Linked DNA regions of Sus scrofa: regions 1 and 3 are each linked to region 2. A link is a contact called in public Hi-C data. All regions are on one chromosome and are shown on one strand. Each heading gives the region's core, a stretch centred on a gene start, on an enhancer-like site or on the middle of the called end of the contact. The rest is flanking DNA. Distances are from core to core; before and after follow the strand shown.

Region 1 (3,443 bases), core at 705-3,204, 310 kb before region 2:
ACCGAAAACTAAAGGTGAGGTAGGCTTTTAAAAGTCAGGTAGAGGACAGCCTGCATTTTCAGGAAGTCCCCCTTGGCTAAAACAAAAGCACAAGACGGGGTGGGGGTGGAGGGAATACCGAAAACCCCTGTAATGTTTGACCTGGAAGGAAGCCCTCTTTTAATGCCATGAAGCAACTGGAGCCTTGGGAGGTAGGTAACTTGGCCAGGCTTATAGTTTATTTGGTGGCAAAACTGGAAGTAGATTCCTGGTCTTCCAGGCCGGACTTCAGCGCAGTTTCCCACTTCACCAAGCTGCCAGCCCATTTAAGATGTTTTATAAAACTCCTCACTGAGGCTGTTAACATAAGGGTCCAATTATCATCCGCAGATCTGCCGGTTAGATAATAGCTCGAAAATTCCATCCATTTTATACAGCAGTTACCAGAATCATCTCATCTTCCAGGGGGAAACAAAAAGCAAAGGGGAAAAGCGGGGCGGGGGGAATCCTAATTTTGGTCTGTCCCCTAAGGGCGAACTAAAGGGCTGCAGACAGTGCTAGTATCCACAACCACAAAAACACAGACAATAATCCCCACCCACAGGCCCAGGAAGGCGGCCGATCCTCTGCACCGCCCCCCCCCCCCAACTCTGTAAATTCCACTCCCATCCCGGCGCACGGGAGACGTTCCACCTCCCGCCGCTACCAGGGCGGGCTGGGCCGGATCGACCCCACTCCTTCAACCACCACTTCCCCCAACCCGAAAAACGGCGAGAAGCCTAGAGCCCCAGTCCCCCCAACGAGCGTACGCTCGCACCAGCGGACCACCGGATCAAACACCCCGCCCTGCACACCGCGGCGGGGGAGGGGGAGAAAACCCCACGCAGGAAGTGTGTCCTCCGCTCTGCTCCCCGCCCCCAGCGCCGGGACCTTGCGCCGGGCCAGCCGGTACCTGCCCTCCGCCCCCAAGAGGCAAGAAGCGGCCGCGTCCACATGGCTTCAGGTGTTCGCAAGGCAATCGACCGGCCCCCGGCCCTCCCCCGGCAGGGGCGCGCTCCGGCGCCAAGGCGCCCCAGCGCCGCTCCCGCCGGCCCGCCCGCCCGGCCCCTCCCCAAGCCCGGCCCTCCGCCCGCGCGCCTCGCCCCCTGCCCGCGGCGAAGCGGCGATGCCGCCGGACCCCCGGCGCTGCCAGGAGCCCGGAGCCGGCGGCGCTGACCCCGCCGACCCCCGGGCGCCGCCCGCTCACACCCGCCGCCTTTGCAGCCGAGGCTGCGACGAGCAGGTACCTTCCCCCCGGCACCCTCCGCCTAGGACCGGTGCCCAAGCCCTGCCCGAGTCCCAGGCCGGACCGAGTCCCCTCAGCGCCCTGATGCCGGGCCGGGCCCTTTCCCCTCCGCGCCCCGAGGCCAGGGCAGGCCGCTCCTCTCTGCACTCACGGGTCGGGCCGGGCCGGTCAGGGACAGTCCCCTCAGCACCCGAGTCCCAGCCTCGGAGTCCAGGGGCTCAGCACTCCCAGGTCGGGCCAGGCAAAGACCTCTGCCCTCAGCCCCACAGACCGGACACCCCGGCCTGGCCCCGGCCCCTCAGCCCTGACCCCTGCCCCTCCCCCTCAGGCCCTGGCGGCGGTTACCTGCCGGAGCCCCCCGCCCGGTCCCTCGGCCTCTGCCGGGGGCGGGAGGGGAGGGAGCGGCGGCGGACGGCGCTGCGCGGGGTGGGGGTGGGGGAGCCTCCGCCGCCTCCAGCTCTGGCGCCCCGGCCGGCAGCGGGGCGGGCCGGGGCCGCGGCCCCTCGAGGCTCGCTCCGGCCCGCGCGCTCGCTCCCGGGTCGGGCGCGCCTCAGGGTGGGCTCCCCCGGCGGAGGCCGCGGCCGCCTCGCAGGGGCCGAAAGCGGCTGGGCTCGGGGTTTTTTCTCTCCATTCTCCCAACACACAGGAAATAACAGAGCGTCAGGTGACGGCGCGCGGCCAATCGGCAGGCTCCGGGCCGCGGCGCGCGGGCGGGCGGGAGGGCGCGCGGCGGGGCGGTGCGCGCGGCGGGGGCGGGGCAGCAGGGGGCGGGGCCGGCGGGCGCGCGCGTGCCTACCCGCGTGCGGCGGCGCCGAGGCCTGCGCGCGCCGGGCCAGAGCTGTCCCCCGGCCCCGCGGCCCGGGTCGCGCGGGGGGTCCCCTGGGCAACTGCCCCGCGGAGCGCGAGCGTCTCGCCCCTCGCCCAGGGCCATCTTGGCCCGCAGTTCCCGGCCGTCCTGGGAGTGGCCGCGAGCCAACTTTCTGGGGAGTTGGTGGCCCGGAATCTCTCCCTGGGATTTCTGGAGTTCCCTGGAGCCTCCAACGCCAAAATCGCTCGTCGGGCAGCCTGCGGAGCCCGCGGGCGAGGGCACTCTCCCTCCCGATGACCTGCTTGGTGGGGCTGGCTTCTGCCCACCGAGCGCGCTCCGGGCCCGCAGGCCTAGTTTCCTTGCTGCCTCCACCCCTTGGTGCCGCGTGTCCTTGGATGAATGAGTTGGGCCCTCTCGAGCCTCAGTTTCCTCCGCAATTTAAAAAAAAAAAAAAAAAAAAAAGAGCAAGAAAGAGGGGAGGCCCATCAACTTCGTGTGTAAAATAGATGCTCACCAAATGCCAGTTGCCTTCACCTGAGGCGGAATTAAAAAGCTGCCACGCCTGGCTGGCTGGACTCAGGGTCCAGAATTAATTTGGAGACAAGGTGGAGGATTTGCGGTGCCAAGGCCTCAGGCCGTTCCCAGCCTTCTTTTGCAAACCTCATGTATGTTTTATGGAGCAAAAAAATGGGTGACTTTTTTTTTAAAGAAAATCTCAGTTGTAGAACAACCAGAGAGATGTTTGCACCATGAACCCACTGCTGTCCAAAGTGAGAAGGCCAGTGAGGGTGGAGTGTGTTTGGAGTGTTTGTGATTCTCCCTCTGACTCACCCAGAGACCCGGGCAAATTCTCTCCCCTCTCTGGGCCTCAGTTTCCCCTTGGTGCAATGGGAAGGAGGAGAGTTTGGACTAGCTGTCTCTTGGCTAAAACTGCTGATTCTAATGTAGGCCCCCATCTGTCCTAGATGTTAAGGGAGTGTGTGGCTTCCTTTCCTGAAGCAACCCAACTTGAAAGTGAATTGGAATTGCCAAGAAGAGTGCTTTGGGCAGCAGGTGGAGGCTGATAGGAACCAGGTGTGGCCTGGGGCCCAGTTTCAGTATATTTGAGGTCCACAGCTCTCCAGGGCCTGGCTCTACCTTTTCACCTCTCCCCCCTCACCAGAGGACACTGACACGTCACCTTGCCTTGGGCTGCCCAAGAGGGTCTTGGCTATGACAGTGCCTGCCCCCCACAACGGGATCTGAGGCAGGGCCTGCGTTTGGTTCCGGCACCCCCGGAGGATGTGGTTGGGGAAGGCAGTGAATTCTCCTGGCTTCTGTCCAATCACACAAAGTGGGGGCTGGCTCCAATGTGGGTCAAGGCTATTCTTG
Region 2 (3,698 bases), core at 214-2,713:
TCCATGTCCTTAAATCGATTCACTTTTTTCCTTAAGAAAGAAACTATGGGAGTCCCCATCGTCGCTCACAGGTTGAGAACCCAACCAGTATCCATGAGGGTGTGGATTTGATCCCTGGCCTTGTTCAGTGGGTTAAGGATCCAGTGTTGCCATGAGCCGTGGTGCAGGTTGCAGACGTGGCATAGATCCCGTGTTGCTGTGGCTCTGGTGTAGGCTGGCAGCTGCTGCTCCAAGTGGACCCCTAGCCTGGCAACTTCCATTTGCCCCAAGGGTGGCCTTAAAAAAAAAAGAAAGCGAGAGAGAAAGAAAGGAAGGAAGAAAGTGAGAAACAAAAAAAGAAAGGAAGAAACTATGGCATCTCAAGCAGAGAAAAAGTGTCACTTGCCAGAAATAGAAAGTAGCCCTAAAGATACACACGGTGGAAATAACAACAGCATTCTAGCTGTCACTGTGGCCAGAGGCCCGAGAGCGGGGCCTGCTCTTCTCTGGATAAAAAGCGAGCTCAGCCTGAGTGGCGAGTTACGCCGGGAGCCGTGCGTCCGGCACAGAACTGAAGTTTTTTCTCCACCTCCTTATAAAGGTAGTTTTCTCTCTGTGAGAGTCTGTGTTAGGAAATGTCACATCCACATGGCACTAAGTGACCCAAGGGCCCCCTGGCCCCCATGGGATGTGCTCACCTTCAGGCCAGCTGGGCAGGTTCCCCCACAGGCATGTCCCTCTATAAACCAGGATCTGGCCACTCTGGGTTCATGGTCAGTTTCTTGGCGTCTGGTGAGCAGAAAGTCCACTCCTGCTGGGAAGGCCAGAGGCAGAGGACCCACTGCTGTGCTTCTGGGCTCCTGTCCTGCAGAGCCCGTGTGATGCCTGGACCCACCTGTCCACCCACAAGGGGAACTCGCGTTGTTGATGCACTCAGCACACGGCAGGTCAGGAGGCCTCTGTGCACCTGCCCTGGAGGAGCTGAGGAACAGGGCCCAGGCCCAGAGACAGGTGCTTCCAGAGGGAAATGGGGGAGCGCCCAGGGGGAGGGAAGGCTAAGCTTCTCCCTTGAGCCTGTGAGCAGCCCCGGGAAGACACGGTCACGTGTCTGAACCCTCAGCTTTAGAACAAAGACGGAGAAGGACAAGGAGGAGTTCTGGTGATGGAAGAGGCGAGGGGGCAGGACCTGGGGCCTGCTGGTCAGGTGAGAGGCCCCCGGGTGAGTTGGGGCCAGACGGCCTCTGTCCTGATCTAGGCCAGATGGGTTACCTTGAGCAGCACAGGCCTGGCCTCTCACATTCAGGGCTGGGAAGGGAAGCAAAAGATGTCACCTGGGGCCTGCTGGGCTCCCGGGCGGGTGTGGAGGAGGAGCAGGAAGGAACTGAGGGCCCTGGAGGCCATGTCACACAGATCGCCCTGCTAGAATCCTGCCGATGCCTTGTTATCCAGCGCCCCCAGGTGGACGATGTGAGAATTGCAAAAAACGCTGAAAAAGGAGAGAGGCGAGCTGTGTAGCTATCTCGTCCCAAATGGTCAGGAAGTCACCACGTGGACCAGTCAGGCAACCGGGTCTGAATCCAGCCTGTATGACTTACCTGCTCCGGGCTCAGGCAGGCTGCTGGAATTCTCAGTTTTGTCATTTATAAAGTGAGGTTCCATCCCAGGAGTCCCTCAGCTAATTGTGGTCTCTCCCTACCCCCAGCCCCACCTCTGCCCCACTTGTTTCTACTGGTGTGGCCAAGGGGTGACAGGATGACAAAGCCTCACGGTGACCCTGCAGGTCTCAGAAAATCTTCAGAAGGCTGGAATACTTACACTGCCATCAAAGGCAGGCGACCCCGGCTTTGACTTTCATGTCACTACCACCCTGAACCACTCCAGGCAGGTTATTTTCCCTCCTTGGGCCTCAGCCTCCCCATCTGCAAAGTGGGGTAAATGAGATGGTAAGTAAAGCACTCAACACTGAGCGGACCTGGTCATCTTCCAGGTGGGATTATTTTGAGGATGTAATTACAATAAATTAATTTAAATCAAATGAGACAATGTCTGCAAAACATATGGCCTAGGGCAGAGTCGCCAGAATCAACACTAGTCCTGAGGGGAGGCTCCTCTCTGCTGCCTGCCTCGTGTTCCCACCCAGACCCCTGAGGGACCTCCTGGTGTGTCCCTGTGCCTCGGCACACAGAGCTGGGGCCCTGTCCAGATCACACAGCAAAGCAGAGGCCGAGGCCCGGGATGACCAGGGTGGACTTGAACTGAGGCTCTTGGTCTGAGCCCAGATGGAAACCTGAAGCTGCTCCCTCTGCCCATTTCAGATCCACCCTGTGAAGCCATGCAGTTGCGTGGAGGCGGCCAGCTGCTCCTCCCTCCTTTTCTTTTTTTTTTTTTAGGGCCACACCTGTGGAATATGGAGGTTCCCAGGCTAGGGGGTCGAATCGGAGCTGCAGCTGCCGGCCTACACCACAGCCATAGTAATGCCGGATCCGAGCCGTGTCTGAGACCAACACCACAGCTCATGCAACGCCAGATCCTTAACCCACTGAGTGAGGCCAGGGATGGAACCTGCATCCTCATGGATACTAGTCGGGGTTCTCTAACTGCTGAGCCACGATGGCAACTCCTGCTCCTCCCTCTTTTATCAAGCCTGGTGGAAGGGAGAAAGATGTCTTTTTCTTCTGCCCTCCTGCTTTTCGTGACCCCGGGCCTGCCAGATATCCCCCAGTGGCCCAAAGCCAGTCTCATATGTTAAGCTGGGGTCACGGGTGAGACATGAGTGGCTGCTGAGCTGGGCCAGCTTCTCCGGCAGGACCGCAGAGCCGTGGGGGCCGCAGAGACTATGTGGACAGTGGCAAGGGGTGGGTAAGGCCTGGCAGGGAACCGGGGACGCGGGATGTCCCGAGAGTTGCCCGGTCACCGGCATTCAGAGCAGACGGCATGGAGGACAGGGACAAAGAGCATGGGCTCGAAGAAAGAGACCCCAGCTCTGTCACTTGCCCAATGTGTGACCCTGGGCGACTGACTTGACCTCTGTGAGCCTCATTTGCTGAACGGGAAGAGAATCCTCTCTTTCACCAAATGTGTTTTTTGTGGGAGAAATATCGGAAAAGTATCTCATTAGATGCTAAGGAGGGATTTGATAAGACCTGACATCCAGTCCTAATTTTAGAAAAAGACTGTTTTTTTTTTTTTTTTTTTTTTTTTTTTTGGTCTTTTTGTCTTTTCTAGGGCCGTACCACGGCATATGGAAGTTCCCAGGCTAGGGGTCTAATCGGAGCTACAGCTGCCGGCCTACGCCAGAGCCACAGCAACACGAGATCTGAGCCTCGGTCTGCAAGCTACACCACACCTTTCGGTGTTGCCGGATCCTTAACCCACGGAGCGAGGCCAGGGATTGAACCCGCAACCTCAAGTTTCCTTAGTCGGATTCGTTAACCACTGCGCCACGATGGGAACTCCCAGAAAAAGACCCTATTAATACAGGAACAGATCATATGCTTTAACATGAAATGACACCAAACCATATGACTATATAACTATATGACACAAAAAACCAGCATGATATTGGCTGGTGAAACAACAGATGCTTTTCCATTAAGTTCAGGAGCGAGGCTAGCACCATTATTTAATGGTGCTCTGGGGGCACTGACCCACGCAATTAGACAGGACACATAAATAAAAGGAATAAGTGTTGGAAATGCAGAAACAAAATGTCACTGTTT
Region 3 (3,753 bases), core at 1,066-3,565, 270 kb after region 2:
ACTATTTTTTACAAATGCATACTTTTAGACTGTTTAAATATTATGACCTACATCTTATAATTTGAAACTAAAAGTAATAAAGTTCCAGTTCCCCAAAAGCATGAGCTGAGAATGACATTTCCATCCAAATGAGTTTTTACTCTTCTCCAAAAAAAGTGGATTAAGAGTGCAGACCTAGTCGCTCATCCACTCCTGTGCTACATTACTTTCCAAAGTACTAAATATCACCAGTTTAACGGCCAATTTCTTTAAAGCTTCAAGACAATTGTCAGAAGGAAAACACACGACAGAAAAGTTTTTGATGCAGTGGGCTCATATCTCAACTAACAGAACCTCATTAAGGAGACTGTGAAACTCTAGAATTAAGTTTAAATGCACACAGATTATTGTTTCCCATGTGAATCCAGAGAAACCCCACTTGCACTGGCTCCCATTCAATGCCTCTATGGAGAGGCTCCAGGCGGGACTGGGAATCAAGTAGAATAAGAACTTTCACAGAATGAGAGTTTCTGCTGTGGATCAGCAGTAATGAACCTGACTAGTATCCATGAGGATGTGGGTTCGATTCCTGGCCTAGCTCAGTGAGTTAAGGATCCAGCATTGCTGTGGCTGTGGTGTAGGCTGGCAGCTGCAGCTCCGATTCAGCCCCCAGCCTGGGAACCTCCATTTGCTGCAGGTGCAGCCATAACATTTAAAAAATAATAGTAATAACCTTCAGGGAAGAAGGGGAAGAAGGGTTGGTTCCCTTGCCCTGGCTCCAACCTGACAATCCTGGGAGAGTTAAAACAGAACTTCAGCACAGTGGGATAACTGGAGAGGAAGCAACTGCAGAGAAAGGAAGGCATTTTTGTGAGCTCACCGCTTGCAACCTAGGTTTAAATTCTCTGGGCTGGTCTCCTGATTTTCATCAGGACAGCCAGGGAGTGTTTGGTAAACAGTGTAATGAGTAGTCGTGGAGACTCTGAGCAGCCAGCCCTCCTTAACCACAAAAACACAGGACAGTTGAGGTAAAAGAGAGAAATCAAGACCCAGGGACACACACGCCCCACCTGAAGGCCACCTTCCCTCAGGCACCCAACCCAAGAGCAGCATCCTCAAAGGCTGCAGCTCCGTGGGATCCCCAGGAGGCAGCGCTGCTCGCCCCCCGACCACCTCCGTCTAAAACAGAAAACCAGCGTTTTCAGCTCCTGGAGCTAAAAACCCAACTGAGCCACTGAAACTGAGCAGCAGAAAGCACCCCCTCTCCGCTCCAGGCCTCTCCGGATGCCCCGGCAGGCTCGGAACCCTACGGGAGGAAGGGCGCTCACGTTGCTCCAAACGACAATCTGGGAAAACTCCCAGGGGCGACCAGCCTCTCCGGCCTGCGTCCCCAGCCCCAGGACCTGCTCGCAAAAGGGGCTGGCCACCCCCCACCCCCCTCCCCGCCCCCGCCTCACCTACAACATTGAGCCTGGAGAGGGAGGGGAGGGTGGGAAGGAAGGAAATGGACGACGGTCATCAAAGGGCCCCAAATGAGCGCATCCGCATATGTGTCCGGGCTGCTCGGGCCGCCTCCGCCCCTCCAGGCCACCCTCGGACCCAGCCCTGCCCTCCTCTCGCCGGCGCTTACCCGGCCCCTCGGCTCCCACGCGGCTCCCCCAGCCTCCCGCGCCTGCCCGCGCTTCCCCCAGGGAACCCCGGCACCCCTCGACTTCCCCGCCTCCCCTCGCTAGGTCTCTCCTCAGGGCTCCCACCTGCCCTTCCGCAGCAGCCCTCTGACCCCGCGGGCCCCGCTCCCCAACTTCTCCCTCCAGAAGCCCTCACTCGAGAACTCGTCCGCTCCTCCGCGGCGCCGCCGCCGCCCCAACCCCGCACGCCCGGCCCCCGCCTCCCGCAAGCACCCCACCCGCCCTCCGGACGCCCCGCGACGCGCCCTCGGGCGCCCTCCCTCGGCCCCCCCGACGTCCCCTGAACGCAGTGGCCCCTGAACACACCCCCTCCCACAGCGACAGGAAGTTCGCGCGCCGCCGGCGCGGCCCCTGAGGCTGCCCTCGGGCGCGGAGCGCGGCCGCGCCGCGGCGGCCTGACAGGGCTCGGGCCCGGCCGCCGACCAGCGCCCCGCGTCCGTCCGCGGCGCCCCAACCGTCGCGGTGGGCCCCTCACCTCGGCCGCCGCTCGCCTCTCAACACGCCGCTCACTCCGCTCCAGCCGCGACGGTGACTCCTGCCCCGGCTCCGACTCCGGCTCCGGCCCGGCTCCCGCCCTCGCTCTGGCCGCGTTACCCAGCCCTGCCCTACCCAGCCGCTGCCGCTTCTGCCGCCAGCCCAGAGCGCCCCGCCCCCGCCGCACCCGCTCTGCTCGCCCCATTGGCTGCAGGGCGCCGGGCCCCGCCCCACGGCCCTGTAGGCGTCCCTGATTGGGCCAGAGTAGTTCGGAGGTGGCACGCCCCCTAGCGCGCCAAAGGGGCCTCCCCTGGGCGTCATTGGCGACTTCCCCTGTCAATCAAATAGGGAGCGCCTACTTAACTGAGGAGAGGGCGGCCGGGGTCACTTTCCTGGAGTCCCTCCAAAGCTGTGATTCGCCAGGCTTACTCCCCGGAGCCAGAGTGTTTCGGTTTTTGCGGGCACCCAAGGGTGGGGGCCGCGCCAGGGTAGCACCGCACTTGATTGGGAATTCAGGGAAGTTAGACATTCTGAAAGTTTCCTCTCCTACGGCATTCACAGAAGCCAAGGTCCTCAGGGCTTCGTCAGATTCACGCAGCAAGAATATATTCCACTTGAGCCGGCTTAGCTTAAGCAGGCCAGAGGTGGGGGGTGGTGAGTGAGTGTGTGTGTGTGTGTGTGTGTGTGTGTGTGTGTGTGTGTGTGTACACAGCCCACGCGAGGATTTAGGAAACCCATGCCAGGTAACTTGCTGGGGGTGGCTCTACATGAATAGAGGAAATAAATGGCAGATCCAGGATTAGAAACGCAGGTCAGCCGGACCCCAGGCCTGAACTGGTTCCACACCACCAACTTGATACCATCACGAGGATGGTACAGCAACACGGGACACGCTTAAACTAAAGGGTTAAAAGGAAAAGCCCCGTTCAAAATGTCGGACCCTCTAAAAACTGCTTCTACCTTTAGGTAAAGACTAGAAGAACGCGAACTCTTCTCGTGGACAGAAGAAACAGTGGTTTTCCCCTTTCTCAAGTATATCTGTTCTTGGGGGGGGGGATGAGTTTGGAATTTGGGATTAAAGTATACACACACTACTACATATAAAGTAGATAAACAAGAAGGACCTACTATATTGCATAGGCAACTTTTTTTGAATTTTATGATTTTTTATTTTTCCATTAGAGGTGATTTACAGTGTTCTGTCCATTTGTACTGAACAGCAAAGGGACCCAGATCATCTTTTTCTCACCTTATCCTCCATCATGTTCCATCACAACCGACTGGGTATGGTTTGCCCAGGGAACTGTTTTAAATATCTTGTCATAGCCTACAATAGGAAAGACTCTGAAAGATAATATATATACATATATATATGTCAGAATATATATGTCAGAACATACAAATGAGAATATATATGTATTCTGAATCACTGAATCTTTTTGCTGCACACCTGAAACATTAAAAATCAACTATACTTTAAACAAATCAAGTATTTGCTCTGCTGCATCATGGTTAATGATGATAAGTGAGAAAGATGAACCAGAAAGGCACCGCCATGTTGTGCAAGGACCAGCCACTGCCAAGAAGTCACTGCCTTCCTCTAGGGCTCAGC

What was found. Hi-C and Micro-C count contacts between places; a contact is called where the count stands out from the background.
Region 1: a contact with region 2 is called in a Hi-C map of embryonic fibroblasts, with 2.9 times the contacts expected there. The contact joins two enhancer-like sites. A contact is called at or near these places in 2 of 47 Hi-C or Micro-C datasets (embryonic fibroblasts and subcutaneous adipose tissue).
Region 3: a Hi-C map of embryonic fibroblasts shows a contact between it and region 2, with 2.0 times the contacts expected there. The contact joins the promoter of PACSIN2 here to the enhancer-like site in region 2. A contact is called at or near these places in 3 of 47 Hi-C or Micro-C datasets (embryonic fibroblasts, heart right ventricle and undifferentiated spermatogonia) and 1 of 2 datasets of contacts at active chromatin or transcription factors (alveolar macrophages).

Annotation. Positions count from the first base shown.
Region 1 is chr5:6,435,447-6,438,889 of Sscrofa11.1, reverse strand. The region is part of intron 1 of TCF20 (transcription factor 20); the gene reads right to left. Among named protein-coding and RNA genes, the nearest start is that of TCF20, 7.0 kb to the right of the region's middle. Within about 2 kb of position 1,954, at least 55 of the 83 cell types and tissues checked have an H3K27ac peak or open chromatin away from gene starts, as enhancers often do. A contact at or near this core is called in embryonic fibroblasts, where this site is marked.
Region 2 is chr5:6,125,741-6,129,438 of Sscrofa11.1, reverse strand. No RefSeq gene overlaps it. Among named protein-coding and RNA genes, the nearest start is that of A4GALT, 44 kb to the right of the region's middle. Within about 2 kb of position 1,463, at least 18 of the 83 cell types and tissues checked have an H3K27ac peak or open chromatin away from gene starts, as enhancers often do. A contact at or near this core is called in embryonic fibroblasts, where this site is marked.
Region 3 is chr5:5,851,939-5,855,691 of Sscrofa11.1, reverse strand. PACSIN2 (protein kinase C and casein kinase substrate in neurons protein 2) reads right to left here and starts at 2,315. Exons shown (of 11, transcript XM_021091423.1): 1 at 2,143-2,315.